Linked DNA regions of Zea mays: region 1 is linked to region 2. The links are chromatin contacts, called in public Hi-C maps. All regions are on one chromosome and are shown on one strand. Each heading gives the region's core, a stretch centred on a gene start, on an enhancer-like site or on the middle of the called end of the contact. The rest is flanking DNA. Distances are from core to core; before and after follow the strand shown. Region 1 holds the start of LOC100285582 (carbohydrate transporter/ sugar porter/ transporter). Region 2 holds the start of LOC103632654.

Region 1 (7,504 bases), core at 3,897-6,396, 590 kb after region 2:
GGCTGGCCCCCGAAGGGTTCACAGTCGCCTCAGACACCGAGCGAGGGATGACCAGGGGTACGTTCGTTACATAACCGAGTCTCGGGCTGCGCTCCCGAGGTACCCTAGGACATTTCCGAGACCAGCGGGAGCGATCTTGTAACGGAATCCCATCGGAGGGGGGCATCGAGCCCTCGGACCCCGTCGCCAGGGGATCGGGTCCGGCAGATCACCCGCAGGTACTTTTGGGCGTGCCTCTGGGCCCCTAGCCGACCCCTAACGAACGGGGCACGGACGTCCAGTCGGATTACCCACTTGCAGCTCACCGGAGACACCATGTTCGGTGCCCATCGAGGGTAACATGGCGCTTTCCCCCCTCCTCCTTGCGGAAAGGCGACGTAGGGGCGTATGTAAAAAAGCCGAGTATGTCCCTGATCGCCCTCTCACCCTGTGCAGAGGCTCGGGGGCTGCTCTCGCAAACCCGGCTCCGGCCAAACCGTTGACAGCGTCAACATACCAGCCCGAGAACTTGGGCCCCGACCGTACACCCGGGCTACGGCCAGTTCGCATGAGGGAACAACCAGACCAGCCGAAGCGTTACGCAAGGCATTAAGACCTCGAAGGAGTGAAACCACTCCTCCGAGGCCTCGGGGGCTACACCCGGCGGGTGCGCTCGCGCGCACCCACCGGAACAAAATGCAACCGAGAAAGGCTGGTCCCCTTGCAAAAAAGTGCGACGAAAGCCTCCAAGCGAGTGTTAACACTCCCTTCGAGGCTCGGGGGCTACTGTCGGGGACCATAATTAGGGGTACCCTCAAGACTCCTAATTCTCAGCTGGTAACCCCCATCAGCATAAAGCTGCAAAGGCCTGATGGGTGCGATTAAGTCAGGGATCAGTCCATTCGAGTGACTCGATCACGCCTCGCCCGAGCCTAGCCTCAGACAAGGGCAGCCGACCCCAGAGGGTTTCCGTCTCGCCCGAGGCCCCCCTCCAACGGCAGACACATCTCCGGCTCGCCCGAGGCCCTGCCTTCGCTAAGAAGCAACCCTGACTAAATCGCCGCACCGACCGACCAAGTCGCAGGAGCATTTAATGCAAAGGTGGCCTGACATCTTTATCCTGACGCGCGCCCTCCGGCAGAGCCGAAGTGACCGCCGTCACTTCGCCGCTCCACTGACTGGTCTAACAGAAGGACAGCGCCGCCTGCGCCACTCCGACTATAGTGCCACTCGACAGAGTGAGACTGACAGGCAGTCAGGCCCTGCCAAAGGCACCATAGGAAACTCCGCTCCGCCCGACCCAGGGCTCGGACTCGGGCTAAGACCCGGAAGACGGCGAACTCTGCTCCGACCGACCCAGGGTTCGGACTCGGGCTCAGCCCCAGAAGACAACGAACTTCGCTCCGCCCGACCCCAGGGCTCGGACTCCGCCCTGGCCTCTGCCGACGACCTCCACCTCGCCCGACCCAGGGGCTCAGACTCGGCCTCGGCCATGGAAGACAGACTCGACCTCGGCTTCGGAGGAGCCTCCACATCGCCCAGCCTAGGGCGCAGGCCAGCCACGTCAACGGGAAGCGCCATCATCACCCTACCCCAAGCTGACTCGGGCCACAGGGAACAAGACCGGTGTCCCATCTGGCCAGCTCCGCCAGATAGGCAATGATGGCGCCTCGCACGCTCTGTGACGACGGCGGCTCTCAGCTCTCTTACGGAAGCAGGTGGACGTCAGCAAGGACTCGACCGCTCCAACAGTTGTCCCTCCGCCAGGCACCGTCGCTCCTCTGACGGCCACGACATCACACCAGCAGGGTGCCAAGATCTCTCCGGCTGCCACATTGGCATGTACTTAGGGCGTCAGCTCTCCCCCGCTAGACACGTAGCACTCTGCTACACCCCCATTGTACACCTGGATCCTCTCCTTACGCCTATAAAAGGAAGGACCAGGGCCCTCCTAGAGAAGGTTGGCCGCGCGGGGACGAGGACGGGACAGGCGCTCTCTTGGGGCCGCTCGCTTCCCTCTCCCGCGTGGACGCTTGTAACCCCCTACTGCAAGCGCACCCGACCTAGGCGCGGGACGAACACGAAGGCCGCGAGATTCCCACCTCTCTCACGCCGGACTCCGGCCGCCTCGCTCTCTCCCCCCTTTGTGCTCGCCCACGCGCTCGACCCATCTGGGCTGGGGCACGCGGCACTCACTCGTCGGCCTGAGGGACCCCTGGTCTCGAAACGCCGACAAAGCCCTTGATGATACAAGATATGACCATGGCATCATTATGTGGATAATACTTGAGTTGCAGGTCCACTTGAGATAAGATAATTGGGACGTGGGACCATTTGGATTTGATGTAGGGCCCCAGGACCCCAACATTATTGCACCCTTCTTTGAGCTTCCTTCCTATCTCTTGTTGCTTGGTTTGAAGCTTGATCCTCCCATAATGGGGAGAATAAGTTTCCTTAAGCTTGCCGACAAAGTACCGAAGCTTGTCATGGTCTCCATCAAGGTCGTGAATTCACCGGAGGTGGGCACCAATGTTGGTCACTTGTTTTTGACTCCTGAACAAAATCAGAAACAACGCAACACGAATGAATTAATCTTTTCCTCACCCTCCAATTAACTCTTTTTAAATAGGTTAATTAAAGGGAGAAGGTTAAAGATATATAGATAAGAGTTGAATCACAGATGAAGAAATTAAAAGACCAAAATGTTCTGGATAACTCATCTTGAAAACATTTTTATTATTCTTATTATTATTAAATAATGATTACAACCATACATTCGACTTTATAGAGAACAACGTAAAAGGCAAAAGGAGCAAATGCAAGCTTCGTAGGTAGAGCGACTCAATTCTCTCCCTCCTGAAAAACGTCGTCTCGTGCATGGCACTCTACCTCTATTTATAATGTTGAACTAGAGTACAATTTCGTACGAAATTGCATTTATGTCCTCAACCCTATACAAATAAACTACAAGATTAACTGAGGGTGTTGTCGTCTGTTTCTTCATAGTCGTGTTGAGCAAGCTTTGAAGTTTTCATTCTTTGTTTTTGTTGGCACATTTATACTGCAGAGCCGAACCTTTTTGCTTCGTCTTCGCTTGCACGTCACTCCTAAACGAAGGTAATCTTCACCAACCCCTCTGTTATACTTGAAACAAACTTTGGAACATTTGATAAACCAATGTTTTGATTTTGATGGCCTTAGATGAAAGCAGGCTGAACAAGTTCTACACAAGAAAAAAGGTAGAGCATGATTTTAGAAAAAAATGAAACTAGTTTTATATTTTTCTAAGCTAAAATAATTTTGATATTTATTCTAGAAAAAAATGCGTGGTTATTGTTTTAAAATAAAGGTGTTTCTATACTCGTTTATAGAGTGTAAGTGACCTCTGCAAGGTATCACGAAAATTCAATTTATCTTTCTCTGGCTGACTTATTAGCGCTACATAGGAGTGTTGGCCATGTAAGAAAAAAAAAACGTTATCAAAACGGCTCAGAGAGGTTAATTGAACGTTTCAACGGTTAGAGGAGTCTAAGAAAACGATTCTCTAATTGAGAAGTATAAATTAAATCAAACGGACTTTTTTCGGGAAGGCTTCGTAAGTCGGCGCTTGGTGTGACCGCAGATGGTGATATATTAGGTATCAGAGGTAGGACTAGAATTTATGGCAGACCAAAAAGATCACATGATAGCTATGACTTACTAGTTTGCTAAGTCCGTCGATCGTCGGGGACATGTCATATCGTTGCGACGAGCGAGATCTAGCTTGTCGGGCGGAGGTTATATCGTTGCGACGAGCGAGATCTAGCTTGTCGAGCGGATCAACGTCACAATGAAAACAGGACAAGGGACAGAGTTGGCGGTGTCGCATCGGGAATGGGTCGGCGACGAAAACAGGGTAGCGAGCAAACTGGTTTAGGTGATGTCGAAAAGATTAGGATCGGACTGGTAGATGCAAGGACTGGACTGAGAAGATCTGACAAGTAGGCTCATTACAGGGTTGTTCTAGGCCATGTTCTAAACCTATAAAGAAAATTGTTAACTGGTTTTAGCTAGGTTGGGGCATCTAATAACTAATACTTATTTGAGGAGTATAGCCAATAATTAGTTGATTCATTCTAAACCTTTCAGCTAATTTTAGTGACTAACTATTAGTTTTAGAGGTTTAGAACAAGACTTTATACCAGGGGCGAAGCCAGACAACGAAGTTATTGGGGTCACTTTCACTAGATAACAATATATTTGTATAGTATTTTCCAAATTTTATAGGGGTCAGCTGACCCCAACAAATGCCCCCGGCACCGCCCCTGCTTTATACTATCTAAAATTTTGATTTTTTTTTCTACGCTTAACACTAAATAATCATTAGATATAAAAAGATGCGCAAAATTGAGGGGTCATGACCCACTTTGCCTCCCTTTAGATCCGCCTCTAATTAGATCATCTTCAACAACTAATATTTCTGCTCCTAGTTTCTTTATATATTAGAATCCTTCTAAAAGTCTAAATCCCTAAAAAAACACCGAACTCTAACAGCTCCTTAAATATACCCAATTAGAAGAGCAGTCAGCCAATCAAAAACGACAGCACAAGCATCGGCCTCGCACGCACACATGTATCTGCAACACGGACGCGAGCACGCTCTAGAACGTGGGAGTGTGAAAAAAAAACTAGATAGAGGCAGCGGTGGCTCGACCCTAAATTTATATTGCTAGTCTCTAGTTTTGGGGCATCAAAAAAATTGGGAGCACATACATATTAGGAGCGGTTGAACTAGTATTTTTTCATCTTTTATGTCTAAACTATAGTTTTGGAAGTTAATTAGAAGATGTCGAAGATGCTCTTAATTTGCATGGGCTTAGATAGTCAGCACAAACTTTGTGCAAGTTGGGCCAGGCCCATAACGTGTTCGGAAGGCCGAAGTCGACACAATAACGGCACTGGACAGTGTATTCTGACGAGTGGCAGCTAGTAGATAGGCTGGTGGCCGCCGATGGAAACGGAAGCCACGTTCCTCCGGACTGAATATTTTGAGTTTCTATAGACACGTCACTGGTGCTCCGGGACACGCGGAAGCGGAAGCGAAGCAGGCCAAGTCCGGCGAGCTGACTTCACCCCTAGTTGTAGCTGTACTATGCCTCTATCTGTGTGGAACTGCTGTATGGATGATTGTCTCTGTCTTTGACAGCTGGCCCGGTCCCTAAAATCCATCGAAATCCTCCGATTTCCGAAGACGAGACGGATATGCGGTGTGCCAATGTCAAATCTCTGATAGCATTGGTCAATTGACTCGTCCTGAATGCCTCCTCCTAACCTTTGGATCAACAATGGAGGGCGGGGAACGCACGCGTTGCAATTGCAATTGCAACATCCGAACGCGTCGGCGAGCTAGGCGAGCAGATGAACCCCGGTCACTGTTCCCAACATCTCCATCGACGAACATTTCCACGAAAATCTCGCTGCTCTCGCGAAAAAAGGACGCCACCCGCCCTTGCTTGCTCTCCAGTTTGCACCCTGGAGGCAGGTGCAGGGGCGCTCCTCGCCAGCGGGCAGTCAACCGCCCGCGTCGGCCATGGCGGAGGCGGGGAGGCGGACGCTTGCGCTGGTGAACCTGGCGGCCATCATGGAGCGCGCCGACGAGGCGCTGCTGCCCGCGGTGTACCGGGAGGTGGGCGCAGCGCTGGGCGCCACGCCCGTGGCACTCGGCGCGCTCACGCTCTACCGCTCAGCCGTGCAGGCCGCCTGCTACCCGCTGGCCGCCTACGCCGCCGTGCGCTACAACCGCGCCCACGTAGTCGCCGTTGGGGCCGTTCTCTGGGCCGCCGCCACCTTCCTCGTCGCCGTCTCAGACACCTTTGCCCAGGTCCGTTCCCTAGAAAATCCCTGCTTTATCCGGCGGCGTGTTTTCTTTTTTCTCTTTTGGCGTGGGATCTCTTGCCACGAATTTGGTAGGCCACCAGTCCAATTGTGCTCAGCTTTGGATCTGATCATAGAACTATGGTGCGGATTCCAGCGGTATATGCTTCGGTTCACTGCTTTGGTTCATCCGCCGAATAATTCTGTGCTTTGTGCTTTCGCTGTCCAGGATTTACTGGCCAAAAAGATAACGAAGGTTCACTTTAGTTCCCGGTGCGGCTTTGTGCATTACCTTTGAGATGCTATAGCAAACCAAGTTTAGATCAAGATCACCGAAGAAAAAAGTCAACACGGTTTTTTTTTTGCTGTTATTTTTCCGGAGGAGTCAGAATTATTACTTAAATTCAGTTAAAATTTGCAAGTAATGCATTCAATGTGGCTTTATCGAAACATACGAGGAAAGTATAACTGCCATATTCATGGCTGTTAATGGTTGATTTATGTACATAATTATCTGATAACCATGAAATTGGTGTTTTCCTTTTTAAAAAAATGTGTTTTATTTCTTCTCATTTCAAGTTTTGAAGTGGCAACTTTCTCTGTATTTTTCTCCTGGATATAAAACTGTTTTAACTTTCGACCTGTTGTACTCTAATCTGGTTGAATCTCCACGAAATGTCATTGTTCACAACCAAAATTGATTTTGAAGTTCGAAAAAACCTTGAATTTAGTTTGCTTGACATTTTACCGCATCAATTTGCACGCGGTGAAATTTAACTTAAAATAAAGTTTCTATTAGCCCTCAACAGAACAACAGTTCTTTTTTGTATATCTGAGTAAAAGAGTAAAAGATGAGAAGATGTGTGCATGAAAAATGCCTTTTTTTTTAGCAGGTAGCGATAGCTAGATGTTTGAATGGTATTGGCCTAGCACTTGTCACCCCGGCGATCCAATCTCTGGTGGCAGATTGCTCTGATGACAACACTCGAGGCGCCGCATTTGGATGGCTTCAACTTACGGGAAACATTGGTTCAATTATTGGTGGTTTGTTTTCCCTGATGCTTGCACCCACCACAGTCATGGGTATTGCCGGCTGGCGTGTTGCATTTCACATTGTTGCTGTTATAAGCGTTGTAGTCGGTGTGTTGGTTGGCCTATTTGCAGTGGACCCTCATTTCCTCCATGTTGAAAGTGGCGAGCAGCTGTTACGCAAGTCTGCATGGGCAGAGATGAAGGATTTGGTGAGAGAAGCCAAGGCTGTTGTGAAGATCTCATCGTTTCAGATCATTGTGGCTCAGGGTGTCACAGGCTCGTTTCCATGGTCTGCCCTGGCCTTTGCCCCAATGTGGCTGGAGTTGATGGGGTTTACGCACAACAGAACTGGGCTCCTGATGGTAACATTTGCATTGGCAAGCTCACTTGGAGGGCTGTTAGGTGGAAAGATGGGGGATCACTTTGCTACTCGCTTCCCGAATTCCGGCCGAATAGTCCTGTCGCAGATAAGCTCAGCTTCTGCTATTCCGTTGGCTGCTCTGTTGCTTTTGGGGCTCCCTGATAACTCTTCTGGTTCCTTGCATGGACTTGTCATGTTTATCATGGGTCTGAGCATCTCCTGGAATGGTCCTGCAACTAACAAGCAAGTATATTTTCACCTTTTATTTGTTTCATTCGT
Region 2 (7,094 bases), core at 3,826-6,325:
GGTTTCTAACCTTGGGATTAAATTGGGGATGTTACATGAGTTTTATGTCCTATTTATTTATTTTACTCATTAAACTTCATTAGACTACCCTATTATGGATTCAGTGACTAAACATGACTAAAGAACATTAATTACTATGTGTAAAGGTTGTATGACCCCTATTTAATAGGGCGCATGGAAGAAAGGGGAGGAAACATACAATAAAAATGCCACTTTAATCACTTTTAGTCACCCCTTTCATGATTAGAGAACTAAACTTTAGTTGGGAGCCTTTAGTCACCCTGTTTGTTTCTTTAGAGACTAAAAGATGAAGTTTGTATTAGATGAAATAAAAGGATGAAGTTTGTATTATATGGTACACATGTTTCTAATCCTCATGTTTTGTTTTATTATTCAATCATATTCATGTTTTGCAACGACTACAAGAGACTTGGGGCTATATAAAGGATCCCCCACTACCCCTGGAAGAATACTAATGCAACAAGAAAGTGTAAAACAATTGCATACTCTATTCTTTCTCTTTATCTTGTGTATTTCTCTCTAGATCTAGTGTTGGTGCAGTTATAAGCCAAAAGGGAGAGCAGTGCTACTGGGATATAGTGCTAGCAAGATCTTGAGCAAGCAAGGAGTGTTACTCTACCAGAGTGTTGTCAAGAAGTTGTAAACAACCATGACTTTTGCTATAACTTTCATCAGCATAGTGGAAGACTTGATCCGTCATGGTGACGAATCTGAACAAACGGAGGAAGGAGTTAAAATAGACTCTAAGCCAGGTTGGCTAACTCCAACGTGGAGGTAGGCAAGTATTTCAGGCTTGGCCGGACCACGTGATAAACCTCTGTGTCCCCCTATCTCTCTTTGTTGTTTCTTGTTTGCTTTGTTATTTGCAATTATGCTCTCATCTTGGTATAAGATGTTTATGAAGTGCAGAATGTTGTGAGACAATGACTATAATTCTGATGTGATCTACTCGAGCTAATCTTCATTCCGATGTGTACACTGCTTCGAGTAGAGTAAGAAAGTTTAAGTTTTTGGTGTTAATTTTTATTCGCCCCCCTTAGGCGATATCCAGATCTGTGTTTCCCGCAAAGGGAACTTTCAACTTCAACAATAATGTGAACTCATTTTCGATCATTCTATTAAAAATAGATTTAATCTACTATGTGAACATGTTTTCTATTTGTTATGCATGTTTTATCCATTATTCATGTAATGATTGCTTTAGGAATTAATTTAATCTTAGAGCACAATTTTCTAATATGATTGGCACTTTAAGATGGGTAATAGCTTCACTGGTATTATGAAACATGAAAAGTTCGATAGATCAAAACATTAAGAGATGGTTCGTAAAAGAGAAATGGGAGTATGACTTATAAGCTTCACCTGAGGAGGTTGTCTAAAGGGCGCTAAGTATCAGTCAGATTCTTGAGTGAAACTAGTTTACGCAAAACTACCAATTCAAGGCATAGTCCATCTAGTTGGTATGAGCTAGTGCAACTCTTGAGTTTAGATGGATGTTCAACTCAACAATCTTTATCATAAAACTAGTATATAAACAAAATTTGAGGATATCCGGGAGTCAGTCATGTTGTGTCTTCGAGATCTGGTGGGCGATTGGAGTCTAGTATCTAATTTTCTTAGCAATAAATTTGTATTATTATTGGAGTTTATTGTATAATTTTTTAACAATAATTTCTAAAATAAATCTCGAAGACCCACTTATGTTTTCAACTTTGTCTTGCTTTGCGTGACAAGTTCAAAACTGAATACAGTAGATTTAGATATCGTTCCCAAATCCATTTCAATTTTGTATTCTTTCGCACTTATAATCCTACGCTATCCTCTTATATAATAGAGAGGGCATTCTCTTATAAAGACATCTAAATACATGAGAAACAACCAATCTACTATAAGTTAGGGTTTTAGACAAGAGAGTCATTGTGAGACATGTGGATATAAGGCTCCTCCATCCCTGACGCTAGCATGACGCCGACATTGACAATGTGACCAGTGCCTCTGAAACCTCACTCTGTTGGAGAACCTACGTGGGTTAGGACGAATCAGGTTTTTAGGCAGATCACGCGACTACTCACCGAGTAGATGTGTACTTCAACGCCTACGAACTTCAACAACATAGCTAACTCATTCGATTATACTAGGCCAATCACCACTGTGAGCAATAATGAGTTCATTCAAAGTAGATTTAATCAACTACGTGAATATATTTTTAATTTGCTATATATAGCTTATCAATTATTTATATAGTGATTAATTTTGTAACTAATCTAATATTAAAATTGTACGATTTTCTAACGTAGCATAGCATAATCCAACCACCGTTAGCTAGCGGTGTTGTCCTCCAGCTTGCTCAAGTCATTTCTCTAAACACAGAAGCGTGCTTAACTGGTGAAGGTCCGACCTACATTTGATTTATCACCCAGATAGTAGCTTGCACATGCCCCCCACTTCATTTGTTTTGGGGGTCAAGTAGGTTATTGTTGCTGGTCGCGGATCTAGATGCGTTCGGTCAACGCCCTTGTATGAAGTGACAGATAAAAAAAAAGAAGAATGGCTGCGTCATTAGAATAAAATTTGGATCGTATAGTTTAAAATTCATGGACCACTTTAACATTTAAGACTCCAAACCGGTGGCCGTTAACGAATAAAAAAACTGCTACTAATTTGGTAGACCATACAAATGAGCAAATATGCTCTAAAGTTTAAAAACTGTAGACCAAGATCAAATAGAGCCTAAATGGAACTTTCTTAATTACTACTTTCTCTATTTTAAATCGCAAATCACTCGATCTCTATCCTAGATTAAATGTAACAGATTCATATAAAAACACACTAATACGTGCACCATCAAATTATGTTTTCCCCCTGTATATTTGATTATTTAAACATGTAGATGTTAGCACATTTTTCTATGAAAACTATCAGAGTTAGATAACTTGTCATAAAGCTAAAGTGACCTACGATACTAAATGGAGGGAGTGGTACGACTGATCTGAAATTTAAATATATTCCCAGCTAAGGTGCGCACCTGGTTCTGATTCTTCTGAGAGGCCAAGTTGATGCCCTCGTTTGTAGATCTAGAGGCTTGGTCAATTCCTCCCTGCATATTCGGATTCGGACATTACCAAGAAGAATTGCACATGGACATGGTGGGGCGAAATTTCACATCTCAATCATCATTGCTTCGATTCCCAGCTTACGATCGTTGACCTGCCTGCCTAGCTGCCTCGCCAACTACAACGTGTTCCAAAAGGGTTAAGAGAGAGGAGCCAAACTGATTTCATTGCTACGTATACGGTTTTTATGTATCGTACATGTAGATGTTGCTTAAATAAGATGTATATTTAAACACGATTATATTTTTTTTTAATTATTGATATGTGTGTATATATTGATAATAACTATTCTTTATATAACGCAAACATACATAAATTAGAGTTGAAACGTTTTATGTGAAGCAACCATGCGCTTGTTGGAAGGAGGTGACACACGAAGAAGCTAATGTTTAAATTATACTTCTTTTATTTTTTTTATTTGTTGCAGTTTAGTTTAAAAATAAACTAGTCGATAACAAATATTCAATAATGGATATAGTAATAGAGTTATATGTCGAATAAGGGTCATGTGAAAAAGTAGTTTGCTTCAATATGAAAAAGGCATACGACAATCGGTCTCACGAGCAAGCACACGGTGCACGCACAATTTGTGATCCCATGCACGGGTGCGTGACGCCGCAAAGGAGATGCGTGGGACCGGCGCACGCAGCAGCGGGCGTGGCTGCACGCACGGCACGTCTGTAACTGCAACAGCGAGGTCTGTAATGGCGTCACGTCGGGCAACGGCGAATGTGGCGGCACGAGAAGGATGCGTGGTGAGAGCGACGCCAAACCACGGTGCCGGCGTGTGCCAATCCAACGAACCCAACACGCAGAATACATGATGCGAAAGGCGATTAATTTCTTTTCTTTTTTTTTTCGTTTCAGTTGCCGACCGTATTCTGGGCCTGTTTGGTTCAGCTTTTTTCTGACCAGCTTTTCTGAAAATCTAGCTGTGGGGAGAATCTGGCTGTGCGAAGAATCTGAGTATCATTACGATTACGTGTGGAGGAAGATAAAGTTGTTTACAGGGCTCAGGATCTAGAAAGTGACGGATTCCTACTATTACAACGACTCAACCGATTATGTGTTTATGTTGATTTTGAATGGTTTTTGTCCCAACGAATTTTATAGAAACTGGCTGAAAAGCTGAGCGTTTGGCAGTCCGCAGCAGCTTTTGGTGACCAGAAGCTGCCAGAAGCCGAAACAAACAGGGCCTATACGTGACGCTCTGGAGTGTGTTTTCCAGACACGCATGGTTCTCTTCTCTGGCATCACTAGCACCGGTGACCAAACTTGCCGTACAAAAAACGGGGCTGAAGGAAATCACCATTGCCGCTCACCCAAATAAAGACTGTTCCGTTCATTGCCGGTTGGGTGTGGTTCAAACGCCTAATGATCGGCCTCAAGTTGCCGATGGGTTCATTCTCCTGGCTGAGAAAAAAAAAATATACATAGTCGCTCTAGCATATTCGATGTGCATCTCCTCGTCTGCCAGCCTCGAGCACCAAACACCGGCGCAACAAACGAGAACCCGCCACGTGTGCTACCACCGACACCAAGCCGTGGAGCAGGACCATACGCGCCAGTACGTGGCGCTCGGCCAGTGGTCAAAGGCTCTGCGGCAGCAGCACCCCGCCGCATCCGATCCCATTCCACGGAACGCCCGTGCAATTATGGCACCGCGTGGAGTCCGCAGGGAGCAGGTCGCTGGTCCACTGGCCAGTGACTCACTCTCCACGCTCTGCCACTGCCACCATCATCGCTGACACGCTGCTGTAGGAAAAGGGGGGCTTCTCGCCGGCGGAGTAGGCGCGAAGCATAGTAATCCGTAATCAGGAATCACTCACTCCTCCAAAAATTACGGCGACACTGCGATGAAACTGAGGGTTAGGGGGGCGCTAATCAAATGCGGCGAGGCCGCGTCGCTATAAAAGAGCTCCTCGCGCCTCCTTTCCACCTCCCCGCCCCACCAAACACTCCCGCAGACCCACAGCCCCGCCCGTCCCCGTCCGTCCACAGCCAGCTCCGCCTCCCATCCAGCGCCCGTCCACAGCCGCCGCAGTTCCAGTGAGATCGAGCGAGGTAAGCTTAGATCTGAGCGATTTCTCTCGCGCGTCGCAGGTAAAGTTCACTCGACTTCGACTCTCTCATCCTCTTCTGTTCTTCCTGGTTCCGTCTTCTTCCTCGAGCAGACAGCGAGAGACCCGTGGCCTTTTAGATCCCGGGCTTCAGATCTGCTGTTTCTTCTTCGGTTTGGTTCTAGTTCTAGCAGTGTACTAGTACTAGTCGTTAGGTTGGTAGCCAAGAGAGGTTCTTTTTCCACACCTCCCTTGCGCAAGTGAGTCCTGTCCTGAGTGGATCTACCCACCACTGCCATCTGTTTTTACTGTGGCTGTTGGGTTCCGCCAGTTTCTTCGTTTGTTCTTGGTTTGCTAGAGAGAGAGGAAAAAAAACAAAAAAACAAAAAAAAACAGTCTAGATGGCTGCTACTATAGATCTGTCAGGGGAGGAGCTGATGAGAGCACTCGAGCCTTTTATCCGGGATGCCTCTGCTCACGGATCCAGTCCGCTCCTCCACCCGCACCAGCCACTTAGCCCCTCGTCGCCGTTCTCCTTCCACCAAGCCGTCGCCGCCGCCTCCTCCTACGGAGGGAACTACCCGTTCGCCGCGGCCGACGAGGCGGGCCAGCTGAGCCCTTCCCAGATGCAGTACATCCAGGCCCGCCTCCACCTGCAGCGTCGCCAGGCACAGACCTCCGTGCTGGGCCCGCGTGCCCAGCCCATGAAGGCGTCCGCGTCCGCGGCCCCCGCCCCGGCGCGGCCGCAGAAGCTGTACCGCGGCGTGCGGCAGCGGCACTGGGGCAAGTGGGTGGCGGAGATCCGGCTCCCGCGCAACCGCACCCGGCTCTGGCTCGGCACCTTCGACACCGCCGAGGAGGCGGCGCTCGCCTACGACCAGGCCGCCTACCGCCTGCGCGGCGACGCGGCGCGCCTCAACTTCCCCGACAACGCCGCCTCCCGCGGCCCGCTCCACGCCTCCGTCGACGCCAAGCTCCAGAGCCTGTGCCAGAGCATCGCCGCGTCCAAGAAGGGCGCCAAGAAGCCGGCCTCCGCCGCAGCTGCCGCGTCGTCGTCCGCCCCCACCAGCAACTGCTCCTCGCCGTCGTCCGACGACGCGACCTCGTCCTGCCTCGAGTCCGCCACCGAGTCCTCGTGCCCGTCCCCGTCGCCGTCCGCCTCGCCAGGGCCGACGGTGCCGGAGATGCAGCAGCTGGACTTCAGCGAGGCGCCGTGGGACGAGGCCGCCGGCTTCGCGCTCACCAAGTACCCGTCGTACGAGATCGACTGGGACTCCCTCCTCGCCAATTAATCGTCGCCCCTTGTTGGCTGGCTGGCTGGCTGGCTCCCATCCTACCCACACTGCCGTCGTGCAGCAGGAGGAGGGTTAAAGAAGGTTAACGGCCGTCGCGCAGATGGGATTTTAGACATCCTGCGCGGGCACTAGTTGGATCATTAGTGCTAATCCCCGTCCGTCCGTTCGTTGGTTGGTTCTGTGTAGATGTCCGTCCGATTCGTTTGGTCCTTGTCACTGGTGAGTCAGTTGTAGATCTCGGGTTATTTAGGGTTTGGTTCTCCGGAGGAGGAGAGAACCACAACCGACGGGAAGCCGGCGTTTTTGTGTCCGGCGTTCTCCGGTGGTGGCCGGTACGTGTCACACTGGTCAGTGACCCCACCCCCCCGGCCGTTCAGGTGTCCGTTGTCCTGGTAGCTGTTTTTGTTGTGCTAGATGGTGTGCTGTGCTCTACAGGTTGTAAAGAGCAGCACGGTGTGATGTGAGGAGATGCTTGTCAAGCAGTAGTGCTCCGTATGATGTATGTTGTAAAATCAGCTAGCTAGCTGTGTCCAGGAGTTGTAATTTGATGAACTGCTACTGTTGGTGCTACTATTGTATGGTTTATTGTTGTATAAACAATCTGT

Evidence for each region. Hi-C and Micro-C count contacts between places; a contact is called where the count stands out from the background.
Region 1: a Hi-C map of tassel shows a contact between it and region 2, with 6 times the contacts expected there. The contact joins the promoter of LOC100285582 here to the promoter of LOC103632654 in region 2. A contact is called at or near these places in 4 of 25 Hi-C or Micro-C datasets (bundle sheath, ear, leaf and 1 more).

What each region holds. Positions count from the first base shown.
Region 1 is chr7:105,445,522-105,453,025 of Zm-B73-REFERENCE-NAM-5.0, forward strand. LOC100285582 (carbohydrate transporter/ sugar porter/ transporter) reads left to right here and starts at 5,147. Exons shown (of 3, transcript NM_001413640.1): 1 at 5,147-5,839; 2 at 6,726-7,472. The coding sequence starts at 5,549.
Region 2 is chr7:104,853,033-104,860,126 of Zm-B73-REFERENCE-NAM-5.0, forward strand. LOC103632654 reads left to right here and starts at 5,076. Exons shown (of 1, transcript NM_001346421.1): 1 at 5,076-7,094. The coding sequence starts at 5,596. The coding sequence ends at 6,486.